2 separate regions of the Mus musculus genome follow, and region 1 is linked to region 2. Evidence: chromatin contacts called from public HiChIP or PLAC-seq data. All regions are on one chromosome and are shown on one strand. Each heading gives the region's core, a stretch centred on a gene start, on an enhancer-like site or on the middle of the called end of the contact. The rest is flanking DNA. Distances are from core to core; before and after follow the strand shown. Region 1 overlaps Gm34974 (a long non-coding RNA gene). Region 2 holds the start of Lrrc49 (leucine rich repeat containing 49).

Region 1 (4,131 bases), core at 371-2,870, 1.2 Mb after region 2:
GGGAGGAGTGACCTAATTTCTGTGGGTTGCCCTCTGACCTCCAGGCCCATGCTAATACACACACAAGCCTCCCCATCCCACGAAATAAAAAATTGTCTAGCAGGACAGGAACCCACGGCAACCGAGATGTTTCTCAGAAGAAACCAGTGTAAGGGGTTTGGCAACTGGGAACACAGGAGTGAATGGGGCAAGACATGCTGGCCCCTCCCCCGGGCACCCAGACTATCCAATATGGAAAATACCCCTTCTCCACTACATGAGAATGGGGGCCCTAGCCCTACAGGGATAAAGAGCATCAGTCGACATAGACAAAATTCACCTTGGTCCCATTCCCTCCCGGTGACCTTGGCAACCTCCACTGCTCCCCCAACTCTTCCCCACCCCCCAGGCTTCAATTCCTGGGCTGTAAATTGAGCTCAACCTTTGATTCCCCTCTTGCCTGCCTTTTGAGGAGAGCCCTAGAATTTTCCATGGGGCAGTTGCACAAAAGAGAGCCATTGAGAACTAGAGCTGATGCCTGGTATAGGGACCCTGGACTGTGCTCTGTCCCTGAGAATGGCACAGACTGCAGCTGGGGACCACAGGGACGCCTCTGGAGGCCCCGCCAGTGGCACCGCCTGCCCAAGAGGCTCCGCTCTTGTCAGAATATTAACACCCTGGGTGCATTTGTGTGTCACTCATGATTGCAACCACGGTTCCAAAAGAATTATGCAGCATGCATATTTATGAGACAAGCCCAGACAAAGACTACCGCATTTTAAAAGATGCAATTATCTCTAAAAAGTTCAGCTTTATTTTCATGCTAATGAATACAATATTTTTAAGCAAACCTAATTGGTTTGCCTGGGCTGCTCTAAAGGCCCTCAACTCATTAGAGCTCCGAGGTCCCCTTCAGAGGGGGCTTTAGAGGAACCAGGGGATGCAAAGGGGGCTGAGGCACAGTGCCCCAACCCCCTTCCTGAGCCCTCTGTCTGGGTGACCAGGAGGCCTCCAGGAGGGCCACCCTGGTAGTCTGGGAATGAGGAGATCAGGGAAACTATGGGGCAAAACGAATATCCTCCCTCCTCTGCAGGGTAGAAGCCACACCATCTACCACAGAACTTGAAACTCTGGCTCCCTAGCAGTCACTGGAGTGACATTTAGAAAGGGAATCTTTTCCTAGCCGGCTATCAGCCAAGGGCTTCAGGTCGAAGTGGGTCAAAGGGTGGCGAAGCCCAGGGCCCTTATCCCAACCCCCACCTTGAGTTTTGATGTCCTCTTGCGGGCTGGACCTGGTGCTAGCTAACTCCAGAGACACTGTCTGCTGTGGAAGCCTGTCTCTGCCTGCTCATCACGGCCTGCTGAAGGTCAGGTTGCCTTCACTACTTTACACACGAGGAAAAGGGGCCGATGAAACAACCTGCAGACCCTAGGTGTTCTCCGAGACGAGCCTAAATGACCACCCAGCCTCCTTCTGTGTCTCAGGCAACTTCCTGCAGTTTAAGCTGGGTCCTTTGCTTACATTCCTGCTTATACCCAGACCCCCAAACGCACACAGGGCACAGGGCACAGCTGTGCAGGCTGTACACCGTGCAGGCTGTACCCTATACCCACACTGATGTGGTCTCTGAAGTCCTGCAGCCGCACTATACCCAACTCAGCAGACCTTACTTCTGCTGGCTTCCTGTGGGGCCATTTGAGGATCGTATGCCTGAAAGTTGTCCGGGAAAGATTTATGGGCCCAACCTGCACATTTCTGCTTGAACAACTCCCCTTAACCACATCCTCGGGGCCAAAATCCAGGAGCCCAGAACAGAACGCTGTTCAGGAAATGACAGACAGGCTGCAAAGGCCGGAGGCCGGGAGGCCAGCAAAGCACAAACCCAAGCAAGCATAGGCTGGGAGTTGGGGGCAGGGCAGCCTCTAGCCTGGAGGTGAAGAGAGGGAGAGTCCAACTCTGAGATTTCATGCCTCACCTTTCCCATCTGCAGATGAGGAGCCTGTACCCACTGATCACTCTATGCAGACGTCTTCCATTTCTAGGAAGGCTTTGCACAGAAGAGCAGAGGAAAGAAGCTACACCTCAAAGCCAGAGTCAATCTGTAAAAACAAGCAAACAAAACAAAACAAACAGAAGGGCTGGTGAGATGGCTCAGCGGGTAAGAGCACCCGACTGCTCTTCCGAAGGTCAGGAGTTCAAATCCCAGCAACCACATGGTGGCTCACAACCATCCGTAACGGGATCTGACGCCCTCTTCTGGAGTGTCTGAAGACAGCTACAGTGTACTTACATATAATGAATAAATAAAATTTAAAAAAAAAAAAAAAAAAAAAAAAAAAACAAACAAACAGAAAAATAGGACGAGCGGGATGCTTGGTACCAAGTCCGAGAAGTTGCCCTTTGACCTGCTTGAGCATACACACACACACACACACACACACACACACACACACACACACACACACACACACACTAATTTTTAAAAATAAAAACAAGAAAAAAAAACCTTTATAAATAAGCCACCTAGGGCATGATTCTACCCACCCCTGCTGGGGGTGCACTCTCCATGTCTACCTCCTAGCTGCAGAACTGCCAGAGAAAACTGGTTCAGCAGAGGAAAAGTGGGTGGATCTTTAAACCAAGTCACTGAGCAGAGAGGAACAAGGAGGTTTCAGCCAGGGCTGGGTCCCAGAAGCACAGGGAAGACTGAGGCAGAGAGCCACAGGCTGTGGCACGGTCAGACTCTGCGGAAGCAAGGTTTCAGCGCTTGCAATAGCCTAGAAGCCTTGCTGCTACCTAAGAGGAAACACCTCCCACTACGTGAGGAGGTCACTGGGAAGCAGGAAGGCTGGTCTGAGGCTAACTCGAGCCTACCGTCTGCCTAACACCGCCACTCCTTCCCATTTGGTTACTGCTTTCACCAAATTACCACAGGCTAGAGATGCAGGACTTTGAGCAAGAAGATTAAGATGTGCCCTGGAGAGCTGGGCATGGTGGAACATGCCTGTAATTCCAGCAGTCAGGAAGCAGAAGTGGGAATGTTAGGATGTCAAAGTAACTGGGCCACCCAGAAAGACTCTGTCTCAAATAATCGAGGTCTGGGGAGGTGGCTTAGTCAGTCATCAACGTGCTTGTCCTCAAAACATGAAGTCCTGAGTTTACATCCCCAGAAACCACACAATTAAAGGTCAGTCATGGTGCTGCTTGCCTGTAATCCCAGTCCTAGGGAGGCAGGGACAAGAAGATCCTTGGAATACATTAGCCTGGCTGAACTGGTGAGATCCAGGCTCAATGAGAGAATCTATCTCAAAAGGTAAGGTGGACCACTATCAACAAAGGCATGAATGTCAACATACACAAGCACATACACGTGTACACACACACAAGCATGTACACACCCACACCCACATACCCACACACCCACATATGTCTCTAAGCAAAGGGATGAACTGGAAACCCTGCTCTGAGAGTGTTCGCATCAGAGGCTGGGACAGCCTAGCCAGGGTGAACCTGATTCTGAGTCTAGCCATAGAGTACAAGACTCTATACTTCTCTCTGTAGAAACTAGGCTTCCTGCTACCCACAGGGCCTTCCAGTGGTCAAGTCTGTAAATCAAATGCTTCAGGAGCTGGACTCCTGACCTAGGGGTGTCCCAGCAGGTACCCAACCAAAGCTCAGAGCCACCCCCACCCCCTAGAGTCTCTACACCCGCCTAATAGGCTTGGATTTATCAAAGTAATTTTTAAGGGGGAATTTTATATGAAAGTAATTATGCTCCACTGAACTAATTTTATTAAATAGTGCTGCCTTAATGACAAACAAATCTGTTATTAATTTGTAACTGAGCAGCTATTTCTTTCAATTTGTAGCATCTATAATGAGCCCTGTGGCCATTGCAGCCCAGAAGCACTGTTGTTGGGGGAAGCAGAGAGGCCTGGGAACAGGCAGAGCCCTGAGCCTGGCCCTAGTGCAGCTAAGGACACCATGTACCTCCAAAGGACCCTTCTTTCTTTGGGCTGTTTTCCTCTGCAAGATGAAAGACTGAGCCCGCAGCGCCCTGGGGACATCCACAGGACAGCATTAAGGGGCAGATGGTACTAGGAGGGGCCTTGAATTCTTCATCTTTAAACCAGAGATAACAACAGTGCCTG
Region 2 (3,918 bases), core at 1,033-3,532:
CAGCATTCGCACTCCATCAGTGTGAACACATGTCTACACAAGAGAGGATGGTATAAAAAGGATGTTGAAAACACAGCACTCCTACAAGCACATAACGGTAGAAAAAGACCCACCTGGCCAAGGCAGGTAGGAAAGTTTTACATACAGTCCATTATGCCTGATTCTAATAAATACATTTTTTTCATTAATTCAGCTGTTATTGGAGATGATCAAACGATGAGGTCAGGGGAGTCACACAGGGAAGGGTTGGCTATTTTGACATCCAAATGTAACTAGTCAGCTGCAGTCTGTTAATCAGTGGCCCCTCCCATTCAAACCTCCTATGGCCTCCGTTTAGTCTCTTCTTGCTGCTGTCTGTAAACTCCGGCCTTTATACTACAGAGTCCTTCCAGTGATGTCCACTTCACAATGTTTTAGGGAACAAATGAACTGTGACGGTTGAGAGCATACACATTATTTAAGGGGAGAAGTGTATTGTGTACGGCTAGCATAGGGGAGTGGGCATGCGTGAGTGCTGAGGTGAGTGAGGCAGGAAAGAAAGAAAAAAAATGTATCTCAAAAACCAAATGAAAAGCCAGAGACTTTGGAAATTACCAAGATATTACAAGTAAATGGTCTGGGTGTAGAAAGAGGGTTCAGTGGTTAGGACCACTGCTGCTCTTCCATGGGACCTGAGTTGGGTTCCTAGTACCCATGACAGGTGTCACAACTGCCTGTAACACCACCTCCAGAGCATCTGACAACTTCCTCTGGCCTCCAGAGAGACACAGAGACGGATGCACAGACACACACACACACACACACACACACACACACACAAAATAAGAATCTAACACTCAATACGTTATTAAAACACTAACATTTCCTCTGCTAAGCTAGTTTTTCTTCTGATTTAAAATGAATCACAAAGTGAAATCCTCCTAAAATGTCCCATTTTATCCTTCCAGAGATGCTACCATTAGAATGATACCATCATTTTACCTATGTCTAAGGAAGAAAGCATTTCTTAATTAAATTATGCCATACAACCACTTTTAAGAAATACCTTCACCAGAAATGTTTAAATGTAAGGGGAGGGGCTCTTGTAATGGAATGACCTAAATTGATACAAGAGGGATGATTTGGCTTTATGAAAGTAGACAGAAAATAAAGTCAGCTTTACATTGAAAACCAAAATAAGAGACCCTCAGCCCCGAGGTCAGAATCTATATATAAAATATACAAGTATTTGTGTACAATATCTGACCATTTATTTTCAACTTAAATACAAATCTGCTTAAATCTTACTTTGTTTTTGTCAGAAAGTGACGACGTTTGAATAACCAGATGAAGTCCACAGTTCACCTGAAATGTAAAAGTTAAATTATAAAATGATTTCTTAATGCATACACACCATAGTATAAACACATTATAAGAAATGGAACACAGTCAAATATTCCATCTTTCTTTGCCTTTTCTGGTAAATGAGCATTTTCTGAAGTCTAGGAATCAAGTAAAATCAAGTCAAATGCTTTCATTAATTTATTTTTCAAAATGTCGGAGGCACGGATTTCACCCACCTTGTACCTCAGGCTTTGGAGCCCCGACATTTCTGTTGCCAGTCAGGATGTCAGTGCTTGAATAAAGGAGGTGGGAGTGTCTAAGAACAGGTTCCTTTCTCAATAGAAAAAAAGGAAGAAGTGGGTGGGGGATAACTAAAGGAATCCCAGTGTTTGCCTAGCAAACCAGCTCCACCTTCTGGGGAGCTCGGGCCCTGGGCAAGATTTTAAACACCCATCATACAATATTCAAAAACTCTCAGAGTGCTTTGGACTAGCCCAGGAAACCCTAGCCTCAATGAGACAATAGCTTCAGTCGCCCCGATCCCAGTAATACAGCCCATCACCTAGGACAAAGACGCCAGTCAGAGAGGACAAGACTACTATCGGAAAGGAAGAAAAATCAGGAAGGCCCAACTCACGTTATTTGCAGCTCGGCCAGAAACGGAGCGATATTTTCCGGGAATCATGGCAGGAGACAGTCCAGGATGTTCAATCCTCCTTCGAGGTAATCCTACAGCTAAGATTCAAAGAGACCAAAAGGGGTCATCTCCCAGGCAACCCGCTCAGGGGTTACCATAGAAACCACCATTTCCGGTCTGGTCCTCGCCCTAGATCTTTGGGCCGTCCGGGCGGCTAGCCTCGGGGAGTATCTGTGGGGCCCCGTGCGTCAGCACTTCCTCGTTCTGGATTTTTTTTTTTTTTCCAGGCCGCTTGAAAACAGCGGGAGGATCCGGAGGAGGATAAGACGAGGAAGAGGGAGGACACATCGGTGGCTATGGCAACCATGACTTCCGGTCCTTTCCTCTTTAGGACCCGCCTCAACACTGCCCGCGGGAAGTTTGATTCCCTCTGCCTGCTGCTGCCTGTTTTCCTGGCAAGATCGCAGGGAAGAGCTGGAGGAAGGTGCTCATAACCTTCCCATTTAATTTGGCCCTTCCACTAAGCCGAGACAAGGAAGGATACAATCCGACCTGGAGATAGTGAAGGGAAGCCAGCTTTCCTGAGGCCCCTGCGGGCAGAGGAACGGAGTGCGCCAGACAATCGATCTGTCCAAAAAAAAAAAAAAAAAAAGACTAAAGCTGTGAAGCTACTACTGAAGACAAGTCTTGCTAATAACCCCTTCCCTTCCCTAAGCTTCTTTTGACTGATACTGGCTGCCTTCAAGTTCATGTTCCTGGCGAGCTAAACAAACTTCCAGTCATCTCCTCACTGCATACCTTTCTGCCCCCACCCCACCCCCAAATACTGATTACATATTCCTTGCATCGAATTATCACTACTTGCTCTCTTAAAAACTTCCAAGCCCTCTTTGGGACAATCCAGCTTCCACCCTATGACCATTATGTGGATTAAACAGTGGCTCTATGACAGTGCAGAAGGAATGTTTAGTTCTAAATCTGAGAAAAGGTTGCCAAGAAGTTAAGTGGTCTGTAACTGACATTTTGACTTTGAATTGTGAGACTTGTATAGAATGACAGGGCTGAAGGCAACCTTATTTCTCAACTAGTCCAAACCTATCCATTTTATGTGAGGAGACACATCCAAAAATTAACTTCTTCAATGGCCTGGAATTCTTATTATACCTCCAGTCACCAGAACAATATTCTTTCTGTAATACTAACCTGCTTCCCACATCTGGGTGGATGCCTAAGACCCTTCCTTTAGTGATATTCTATCATCATTTGGAATGTAAACATATAATTTTTGGATCAAAATTATGAACACAACTTACACATCCTTGCATGATTTTTCTCCTTTCCCTACCATCCTATTAATACCACTGTCCTGAAGAGTTCATAGACATAATGCTGATCTTTTGGTTCCTCAGCATTCCTCTCTTTTGAGACTGCTCACCTGTTCCCGGCAGTAACCATAGTTATTCCTTTTCCCATTTTCTGGCACCATCAATAAAGTTCTGTCCCTTTTTTAAAGCAATAAGCTCAAATATAGTTTCTCCTGATCCCTGACTTACATATTATGTTTTTTAAAATATTTATCTTTATGTGTGGGGGTGGGGTGTGGAGGTTAGCTAAGGTATGAAATCATGGTGGTTACAAGAATAAACTTGGTGGCCAACTCATGGGTTTCAGTTATGGTTCTGCCAATAATTAAGCATGCTTCCTATGCCCAGGTTCCTCATCTGTAATAGAAAGATGTTATCGCATCTCAGCCAAAGCCTTTCCAGAGCTGTAGAGAGTTAGTTACTTGGAGTAATGTCTGAGGCACAATACTTACCATATTAATTAAGCATTGATTGTCATCACAGTCAACCCTTGGCCCATGTATTTTGCTTCTGAAGCCTGTGTTCAGCCTGTCCTCTCTTCACTAACTCATTTTCAGGCAATGTCTTGAATGCTAAAAACAGGGAAGCTCGCAG

What was found. HiChIP or PLAC-seq counts read pairs in DNA pulled down with a chosen protein or histone mark.
Region 1: a CTCF HiChIP or PLAC-seq map of embryonic stem cells shows a contact between it and region 2, with 9 times the contacts expected there. The contact joins the enhancer-like site here to the promoter of Lrrc49 in region 2. A contact is called at or near these places in 2 of 39 promoter capture datasets (the C10 cell line and embryonic stem cells), 1 of 15 datasets of contacts at CTCF or cohesin (embryonic stem cells) and 3 of 115 datasets of contacts at active chromatin or transcription factors (embryonic stem cells, forebrain and large pre-B cells).

What each region holds. Positions count from the first base shown.
Region 1 is chr9:61,871,796-61,875,926 of GRCm38.p6, forward strand. Gm34974 (a long non-coding RNA gene) reads right to left here. Exons shown (of 6, transcript XR_001779199.2): 3 at 1,956-2,079. Among named protein-coding and RNA genes, the nearest start is that of Gm34974, 25 kb to the right of the region's middle. Within about 2 kb of position 1,621, at least 55 of the 459 cell types and tissues checked have an H3K27ac peak or open chromatin away from gene starts, as enhancers often do. A contact at or near this core is called in forebrain, where this site is marked.
Region 2 is chr9:60,685,852-60,689,769 of GRCm38.p6, forward strand. Lrrc49 (leucine rich repeat containing 49) reads right to left here and starts at 2,283. Exons shown (of 17, transcript NM_145616.4): 1 at 1,961-2,283; 2 at 1,288-1,344. The coding sequence starts at 2,008.